2 separate regions of the Sus scrofa genome follow, and region 1 is linked to region 2. The links are chromatin contacts, called in public Hi-C maps. All regions are on one chromosome and are shown on one strand. Each heading gives the region's core, a stretch centred on a gene start, on an enhancer-like site or on the middle of the called end of the contact. The rest is flanking DNA. Distances are from core to core; before and after follow the strand shown. Region 1 has its middle 33 kb from the start of THBD. Region 2 has its middle 69 kb from the start of FOXA2.

Evidence for each region. A called contact is a pair of places that touch in the nucleus more often than the background predicts.
Region 1: a Hi-C map of retroperitoneal adipose tissue shows a contact between it and region 2, with 2.1 times the contacts expected there. The contact joins two enhancer-like sites. A contact is called at or near these places in 8 of 47 Hi-C or Micro-C datasets (alveolar macrophages, embryonic fibroblasts, epiblast stem cells and 4 more) and 1 of 2 datasets of contacts at active chromatin or transcription factors (skeletal muscle).

What each region holds. Positions count from the first base shown.
Region 1 is chr17:30,187,614-30,192,389 of Sscrofa11.1, reverse strand. No RefSeq gene overlaps it. Among named protein-coding and RNA genes, the nearest start is that of THBD, 33 kb to the left of the region's middle. Within about 2 kb of position 2,274, at least 14 of the 83 cell types and tissues checked have an H3K27ac peak or open chromatin away from gene starts, as enhancers often do. A contact at or near this core is called in retroperitoneal adipose tissue, where this site is marked.
Region 2 is chr17:30,068,082-30,072,657 of Sscrofa11.1, reverse strand. No RefSeq gene overlaps it. Among named protein-coding and RNA genes, the nearest start is that of FOXA2, 69 kb to the right of the region's middle. Within about 2 kb of position 2,242, at least 5 of the 83 cell types and tissues checked have an H3K27ac peak or open chromatin away from gene starts, as enhancers often do. A contact at or near this core is called in retroperitoneal adipose tissue, where this site is marked.

The DNA.
Region 1 (4,776 bases), core at 1,025-3,524, 120 kb before region 2:
GGACAGATCTTATTTCTGCTACAAATGGGGACAAGTCCAGCTGGAATGCCCTCTGACCCTTGTACACAGTGACCAAATATTCAAGGCATTTCAAAACACTGGAGCTCTGCTCTTCCAGAAAGAATAGGAGACAACAGACCAAAGAAAACTGGGAAAGTGGATGTAGGTCAAGGGGCTGATGGCTGAGAGTTGACTTTAAATCTTACGAAAAGTTTTAGGAATGATGACTCACGTGAAATTTAGTTGTCAACATCCTGGGTTTGCAAGAAAAAATTATTTTTCCTATTTCAATATTGTCATGGTAACTGCTTGCTAAGGACACTGCAGTCTTCTGTCAAAGGACTTAAATATCAGGAATAGCATGATGGCTTCTAAGCTGGGGACTTGTCTGGTCACACGTGACCAGAAGACTGAAGGTCATAAATTCAGGTGGAGGGAAGGAAAGATGAGCTTTATAGGTCAGCTGGGGGAATCCAAATGTTAAAAAGACCTATTGAAATGAATTCCAGTTTAGAGCTAAAATGTGCCTGTTATCGTGAAGTGACATATTTAGTAAGTTTAACAGGAAAACCGGGCTTTGATCACAGAAGTCTGGGTTTACATAAACCAAGTTTCTGGCAAGATCTTGAAACAGAATCTTATGACTCCGAGAAACAGGTTCTCTCTGGTTCCACGTGGAGGGGCCTCCCTCTTCCTCTTTGGTTTTGAATGTGTCTCCAGGGACTTGGACAAATGAATTTTCTGAGCTCCGGCGAATGGAGCCAACTTCAGTGCTCAAATGTCTCTTGAGTCAGAGGGGACGGGTGTGGCTGCAGGGACGCTGGCCTGAACTGCAGCACAAGCTGCTCTTTATTTCTTCCTGGACACAGATACCAGGGGGGCCCGGGCGGGGGTTGGGGGGGCACTGGGTTTGAAGCCTGAATCCATCCCTACCCAGTGGGTTGGGAAGAATCCTCTCCCCCAGAGCCTGTCCCCACCAAGCAAGCGATCAAGGTTATGAAAAGGCCTTACACAGGGTGCAGTGAACTTGCACATGAAATTCCTATTTTGTAGTGAAAATCAGTGATGAACAGTGGTTCTGTTCAACAGGGCACAGTTTTTATGTAATAAACCCACTGGCCAACCACGTTTCTCGCTGCTTTATTTGAATATAAGACTCCACCTCCATCACCTTAACATTTACTAGATGCCAGTCGACCAGCCAGGATTCTATTTGGCACCAAGGACCAAAAACATAACATGAAAGTCAGGGTCAAGTGCAGAGCCTGCCAAATAACCAGCAAGTCTAGAAATCTGTAAGAGGCTTAGGAATAGCTCCTGATCCATGAAGTTGACACACAGACGAAAGCACCCGTGTGGTTGCAAGTGAGAGAAATGACTCAGGTTGAATTAAGCATCTCCCACACTTAGAAAGGAACTCGACCCATGGTCCTGGGGGGGCTCTGACCGTGGTTCTGTGGGTGGGAGTATTCCCAAACGCTGGCAAGAAGTCATAGAAGCCATGCAGCTGGGCCAGTTTTCGGAAGAATCTTGGGTGATTATCTCTTTTCCCAAAACTTTGTTTCTGTCTCAATGAGGGGACTTATCTGAGAAAGACCCTGCAGCCTGAGCATCTTTCTGAGAAGCAGGTCTGCAAACAAGGATGTGAGGGGGCTGGTGCATTCTTAGGGGCAGTGAGGTGGGGAGGGCAGAACCGATACAGGGGCTATGAGCAGATCCCCATGTGGGCAATGGGGAGGTGATGGAGACCGTGAGCAGAGTGGCCTGTCCCCTCGCAAGGCTGAGGGGCCAGGGTTTCCACCAAAACTGCAGTGTCCACTAGGACTGCAGTGTCCAGTGGGACTGGGGCATCCACTAGGATTACAGTGTCTAGTGGGACTGGTTGTCCAGTACTGGGGTGTCCAGAACCAGCTGCCAAGTCTCATCCCTGGTCGCCCAAGGGCAGCTGTGGGGGCACTGGCTCCCGGGCAGAGAGGGGTCCTTGGTGGGGGAGATGAGGGTCTCCCAGCAGGATGTTGACCCCATGACAGTGACCGAGAGGCCCAGGGCATCAGCATCAGCTCCCACCTTCTGACCCCCTTAGAGCCACTTGAAGCAAACCCATGTGGATCCCTCCTGCCTGGAGACAAAGGGCTGTGGCGCCAGGACATGTCACGGAGCAGAGCAGGCTCTGGGCTCGGAAATGGCGTGGTTTCTCAGAATTACAGCTTGTCAACAGCGGCTCAAACGCAGCCTCTCATTTCAAAGAGGGTCCAGTTTCCTATGAAAGTTTTATTGGAAAAACATGTGTGGGGGAAGGCGTCTGGAGCAGCATGGACCTCAGACCCACACAGAGGGCGGCCTCGGTGCCCGGGCTCCTTCGTGGGCCTCTCCTGTCTGCACTGCGCTGGTTGGTACCTCTGCTGACCTGCCTCGGTCGTGGAAGGTCACCAGGCCACATGTAAGATAGAACTGCCTGGATCTGACTCGTTGGGGGAAGGGAAGTCACTGGGTCACCTGTGCTGTTACAGGCTCCCACGTGACCTCGGGTCTGGGCAGAGGAAGGGTTACACCAGCACCCTGACACCCATCCTTCCCTGGGTGCCAGTCCTCATGGATCAGACCCGTGATGCCTTCCGTGTGACCTTGTGGTCCCAAGGACTTCAGCATGGTCCCCAATCTGTCCTTGTAAGAGACGAGGGTTAAGTTCCGTTATTCCCATTTCACAGAAGAGGCAAAAGCTGGTCAAGGAGGGATAGGACCCACCTGCTGGCCCAGATGAAGAAACTGGGCCCAGGGAGTTCCCGTTGTGGTACAGTGGAAACACATCCAACTAGTACCCATGAGATTGTGGGTTTGATCCCTGGCCTCGCTCAGTGGGTTAAGGATCTGGTGTTGCCATGAGCTACGGTGTAGGTCACAGACATGGCTCAGATCCTGCATTGCTGTGGCTGTAGTGTAGGCCGGCAGTTGTAGCTCCGATTAGACCCCTAGCCTGGGAACCTCCATATGCCGCAGGCACAGCCCTAAAGAGCAAAAAAAAAAAAAAAAAAAAAAAAAAGAAAAGAAAGAAAAAAAGAAACTGGGTCCAACCATCTCATGACAGTAACTGGTGCCCAGGAAGCATCTGGACTGCACTTGGTGGGCTGTGGTTTCTGCTGGGTGTTTCTGGCCCAGGAAGAGTGGGGTTTGGCATTTGCAGAGATGCTGACGGGTAGCAGAGCATCCATCTGAAAGCTGGTCAGGTGCACTCTAGGGTTTGTTTGGGGTTTTTGTTCACTTGGCAGAGTAGCTCTGCCCAACAGCTGCTCTGCTCGGAGGCTCCATTTCTCCCCGGCACTCCAGATGCATCCATTCATGACTGGTCCTCTGCCGATGTGGCTGGGTGACCTGCCCAAGGCACAGGTACCTCAGTGATGCTGCAGAAAGGACATCTCCAGGATCCAGGAGGGAGGGTCTGGTCTGGACTCCCGGCCTGGTACAGGTGTGTTTGACAGCCTCTTCTCTGCACATGCGGGCCATGGACCCAGGCCTTATTCATCCCACCCTCTTGCCCCCACACTGGGCACCCAGCAGGACACCTCGGACTGTGCCTGTGCACCCCCATTCCATGAGTTTGTGGGTCAAGGGTCAAAGGTCAGCAGTGCTGTCTGGTGAAGCAGCTAGGATGTGTGAACTGTTCTAACACCAAGCTGCTGACTCAGCCAGGGCCAAGTGCTAGCTGCAGGCAAGGGCTCAGATCTGGGGGGTTTAGATGCTTTAAACCCTGCCTCAATTTCTTTGTGTCCTGGACTGACATTAGGGGCTTTTGAGGCACTGAGATGTTGCGAAGAACCATGCACCCCCATTCTCCATGCGGGTGGAGAGGACCCTAGATGTGTAGTCCTCCATTTGTGCTCATCCCGGGGCCAGGCTCCTGACCCAGGAGAGCCCACTAGACCGAGGATCTCAGCACTGCTGTGGCCGCACCTGGGATGTTGGCTACAGCAGGGAACCACAGCTATCCCTCCAAACCTGAAATAACTCATACACAGAATTAATTAACAGACTCATGCTTGGAACTAGTAAAGGGTAGCTCCCTGGAGGAGAAGGAATGAAGAATGATCTAGACCAGAAGTTCTCAAGCTTGGGTGGCATCAGAGCTGCCAGAGGACCTGTCAGCATATGGTCCCTGGCCCCGCCCATGTCCCACATGGAGGACTGGCTTTTTCATAAGTTCCAGGTAATGCTGATATGTTGTTCAGGCTCCAAGCTCCAGCCCTGGCCTGGCTGGTCCCTCAATGTCAAGGACTGGGTAGAGAGGGGCCATTCCCTGGAGTTTCTCAGATGTGGGAAACATGGACTTAACCAACTGTGGGTTAATAGGGCATAGTTTTTATGTTTCTGCAGACACAGCGGCAACCCTCCCCTACTTCTCTGAGTATCTCAGGGTCGCAGGGGGTGGGAAGCATGGTCCTGTCTTCATCTCTGCCCCCTAGAAAGACAGACAAACCGAGGGAAGGAATGATGGACAGACGCTGGGAAGACACAGCAGTGGATGGCTGGACTTTAAGGGATTTGCTCTAATTCTTGGTTTTGTGCTTCTAGAAATGTCTGTTCAAATAACATGTTCCATAACCAACATGGAACTTAAACTGCATGGCATATCTTGGCTATGGCAGGCCTTGTGCCAAGCCTCCGAAAGATGAATCTGAGCTCTCCAGCTGTGCAAATGGCCAGGAGTGCTGTTGGGATTAATTTCTATTTTGGAGCTGGCCAAAAGCTATTCACATTCTCTCAAACCTCAGGATAAACATC
Region 2 (4,576 bases), core at 993-3,492:
CTGGAAATTGCTCTCTTCTTGAAGATGCTGGTGGGATTATGCCAGCCTAAACTATTTCATTTATTTTGAGCTTGAGCCACCTTAAGATGTGCCACTTTTCATGGGCTCTTTCTCCAAGCATCTCCATTGCTCTATATTTCTGGTGCACTCTTGAGCCAGCATTGATACCCGCTGCTTAGACGGAGCAAGCACCAGACAGGCCAGGCTTCTTGGAGGAGTTGAGACGCCCTCCAGCTGCACTGTGGGCGGGTGATGACGTGAGGCCCCCAGGGAAATGTTTCGGGAACGTCTGTCCAAGAGCCACTTGAAAAGATGGTAGCGTAAGTGAGTGGAAGACGGGAAATGAGGCCGAACGATGTATCTCCAGTGAATTTGCTTGCATGGCGGGAGGTAGATCAGCCTGGAGATAAATTCAGAATTATTTTGCAAAGAAAGGCTGGACTGTTGCTACTGAGAGGGAGGCCCTCCCATGGAGGCCACTGGGGCGGCTGGGCCAGAATCCCCACTCCTTAGGGCTCCACCGGCCCCTTCTCCCTGGACCTGACCTCCCCCCAGCTCTGATGTCTGTTGAATAGGCCTTGGCCAAGGAAAGTTTTGAAGGCTTTCAGGGCCCCAGGGAATAGAAATTAAAAAAAAAAAAGTAGTCCTCACGCCAGCTCCCCCCTGGAGTTCTGTGAATGAGGGGACTTGGGGAGCTGAAGTGTGTCCTGGGTCCAGGCAGCTGCAGACACGATTGGGGCAGAAGAAACCCCACTACTACTCCCCAAGGAGCAGAAATGACATGCTGTGGACAGATGAATGGATATAGAAGATATGAGATGCACGCGTCACACACACACTCACTTACAGGAGAGTATTATTCATTCGTTTAAAAAAAAAAAAAAAAAAAAAGAGAGACCCTGCTTTTTGTGACGCCAAGGATGAACCTGGAGGAATCAGGCTCAGGCAAATAATAAGGCAAAGAAAGACAAACACTGTATGATCTCAGGCGTTCATTGGATCTATTTTTTAAAGGAAGCTCACAGAAATAGACAGTAGGATGCTGGCTACCAGGGACCAGGGTGGGAGAATTGGAGAGATAGTGGTCAAAGGACACGGATGTTAAGTTTTAAAATGACAGAGATCTGAAGCAATTTTGTGCAGGGTCAAAGTTGTATTAAGAGGCGTTCCCGTCTTGGCTCAGTGGAAACGAATCCGACTAGGAACCATGAGGTTGTGGGTATGATCTGGCGTTGCTGTGGCTGTGGCTGTGGCCGGCAGCAACAGCTCTGATTAGTCCCTTAGCCTGGGAACCTCCATATGCCATGGGTGCGGCCCTAAAAAGACAAAAGACAAAAAAAAAAAAAAAAAAAAAAAAAAAAGGGAGTTGTATTAATAGTTCTGTTGCGTACTTGAGAGTTGCTAAGAGAGTAGAAATTTGCTAAGAGAGCATCTTAAGTGTTCCCACTCCCCCGTCCCAAGAAAAGTAGCTGTGCGGTGATGGATGTGTTTATTAACTCGACTGTGATCACAATCTTTTCACAAGGTATGTGTGTGTCAAACCATCCCATTGTACACTTTAAATACATGCAGTTTTATCGCTTTTAACTCATGAAGCTGGGAAAAAACAATGAAGGTTGTTTAGAACGTGACTCACGGCTCCCCAGGCTGCCGTGTACCCGCGCCTTTCCCAGGGCTTGCACCCCGCCTGCATCCTTCCTCCACCCCATGGGGGACGTCCAATGTCAGCACCTTGAGGGTGCGGGGGTGGGGTGGGGGCAGGGTCAGCCTGATCACACCCCCATCCCGAGATTCAGAGGATGCCCAAGGCGCATGGGGTCCTGCATGTCCTCATCTTTATAAAACAAGCCTCTGTGGGGGACCCAGGCACTGTCACCAGTTATGGGAGGGTCAGGGAAGCCTGTTCACCGTGATGACCCCGTCTTGGGTCAGCAGGCAGCTGCCCCACTCCCTGGACAGGCCGATAGGACAGGGAACACCTGTGACTCCGTCCCCCTTCACGGGAGCTGAGGCTGTTCCCACAGGAGCTTCTTCATCAGGCAGAAGCTAAGGCTGTTCTCCATCAGTGAGCTTTTTCATCCAACTCGATGCCCCATGGACACCTTAGCAGGGCTGGCCTGGAGGAGCTGTGCCTGCTTCCTATGGGGTCAGAGGGAAGCCTGGGGTGGAGACCCTGGGCCAGGGCCAGACCCACCCCCGAAACAGCATCCTTTGCTGCCCTCTGCTGCCCACGCTGCTTCATTGCAGCTGGTTCAGGTGGTGCTTCATCCTGCTTAAATGGGATTTCCCTTCCACTGCTTCTATGCACTGGGGGCTCACGGACACAAAAGGAGTGAAAGGGAGGCTCGCCTTTGACCTGGGGCATGCCCACCCGCCTGGATAGCATTAAATGGAGGGGTCACATGGTGGTGTGGGGGTCACAGTAATGGTGGGGAGAAGCGGTGGAGGTGTTGGGGTCACAGGGGCTTTATTGGGGCCACAGGGGAGATGTTGAGGTCACAGTGGCAATGTTGGGGTTATAGTGACTTTGTTGGGGTCACAGTGGGGGTACTGGGGTCACAGTGGGGGTGCTGGGGTTAGGTGTATTAGGTGCTTAATAGATGCTTTGTGGATTGTCAACTTTTCAGAAATTGAGGAAAACTTGAGCGAGCGACATCCAGACATTAGTTGTTTTCTGCTCCCGACCAGCCCGTGTGCCCCGTCAACCAGAGGCGTGTTTGTATCACTGAGGAGGGGCTGTGGGTAGAGGCAGAGGTGTTCACAGGCGTCCCTGGAACTGGAGGTTGGCCGTGGTCCAGTGGCAACAGGATGAGGGCAGGTGCAGGTCCCAGAAGGCAGATCCTTAACCTGGATCAGCTCTGGACCCATGACTCTGCTCATACCGAGATGCCACCAGCCTGGCCCATCACCTTGATGGCTGGATGCTGGAATTAGCAGGTGCCGAATACCTTTATCCCCTGCCTTGCAGCCCTTCATCCCGGCATCTCCTTCCCTCTCTCTGATGGCCTCTGGGCTGGAGCCATTTAGACAGGATATGGCTTCATTTTCCTACTGTGATCCCCGTTGTGATTTCAAAAAGGTTAATTCATTACTTGGTAGAAAATGTGAAATTCAACAAAAATATTGCTTTTCTTACTAAGCAAACTAAGCCAGGTCTAGCTGGGGATGTGATGGAACAATTTCCCGGTGGTCTGCTGTGAAATTTCCAGACTTTCTGTAGCGCTGACCATGAGGCACGGGATGGCCTCCGTGGTCGTGTTCCAGCTCCAAGCCCTCCGGCAGGGCTGAGCCAGGCGCCCACTTCTGGTCTCTGAGGCTTCATTTGAGAGCAGTTGAGCTGTCAGCTTCCAAGGACCAGGGGGACAGGGGAGAGCTCTTTGGCCTGGGGAGGCACGTGCGGACGTGGAAAGACCACCCCTGTATCTGTCACTCCCGGTCAGTGCCCAAGCAGGTGGACATGCCCAGGAGCAGCCCCTACCCCTGAAGAGGGACAAATGCCGGGTCCCCCTTCTGGAGAGGATGGGTCTTCTGGGACTCACTCTTCATGGCCCCCCACGTCTGCTCTCTCCTCTCCACCTCCCACACAGGTGTGTCCTGGGTCATCTCGTCCTAGCGGTCCCTCTGCCTGTGGAGAGGCCACTGGAGACAGGGAAGAAGGGAGAGCTTGCAGCCAACAGCCATGAGCAGAGGTCTGAAGCATAAAAACGGACAGGGATGGAGTTCCTTCTGTGATGCAATGGGATCGATGGCAACTCTGCAGCTCCAGGACATCTGTTCGATCCTTGGCCCGGCAGTGTGTCAAAGGATCCGGCATTGCCACAAATGCAGCATATGTCACAACCGTGGCTCAGATCTGATCCCTGGTCCTGGAACTCCATATGCCGCAAGGCAGCCAAAAATGAAAAAGAAAAACAGCAGACAGGGCGGAAGAGGATGGAAGTGCGGTGTAGGAAGAGGAACCAAGCTCTGAGCCTCACCCACCCCTCTCTGCTGCCCCAAGCTGTCCCATTACCAGGAGGGCACTGTCAGGCTCAATGGCTGGTGACCCTCTTGACCTCTGAGGCCGGTTGTTTTGTTTTATTTCGTTTTGTTTATGGCCACGCCCGAGGCATGTGGAAGTTCCCAGGGCAACACAGGATCCTCAAACCCACTGTGCAGGGCTGGGAATGGAACCCGCGTGTCCACAGCAACCCGAGTATGTGTAGTCAGATTCTTAACCCACCGCCGCAGCCGGAATTACTCAGGCCGGGTGTTCTTTGCTACAGGGTGTCCCGTGCCCTGGAGGGTGGTGGCAGCATCCTTGGCCTCTACCCACCGGACCCCAGAAGTCCTAGTTGTGATAACCAAAGACAGGCCCAGACACTGTCAAACGTCCCTCTCCCCTGGTGCAGAATTGCCCTGTTGAGCTGACAGGCAGAAGCCCTGCAGCGGGCGTGCCCGTGGAGAGAAGAGGGGGAGAGGTGGCCGCTGCAAACGACCACCTTCTACGGAACCTTCTCGGATGTGTCCACAAGGGAGCCTCAGCCAGCGTCTGGCCAAGTTTGCTCCCTTTTGAGGCTCTGAACTGTCCGCTCAC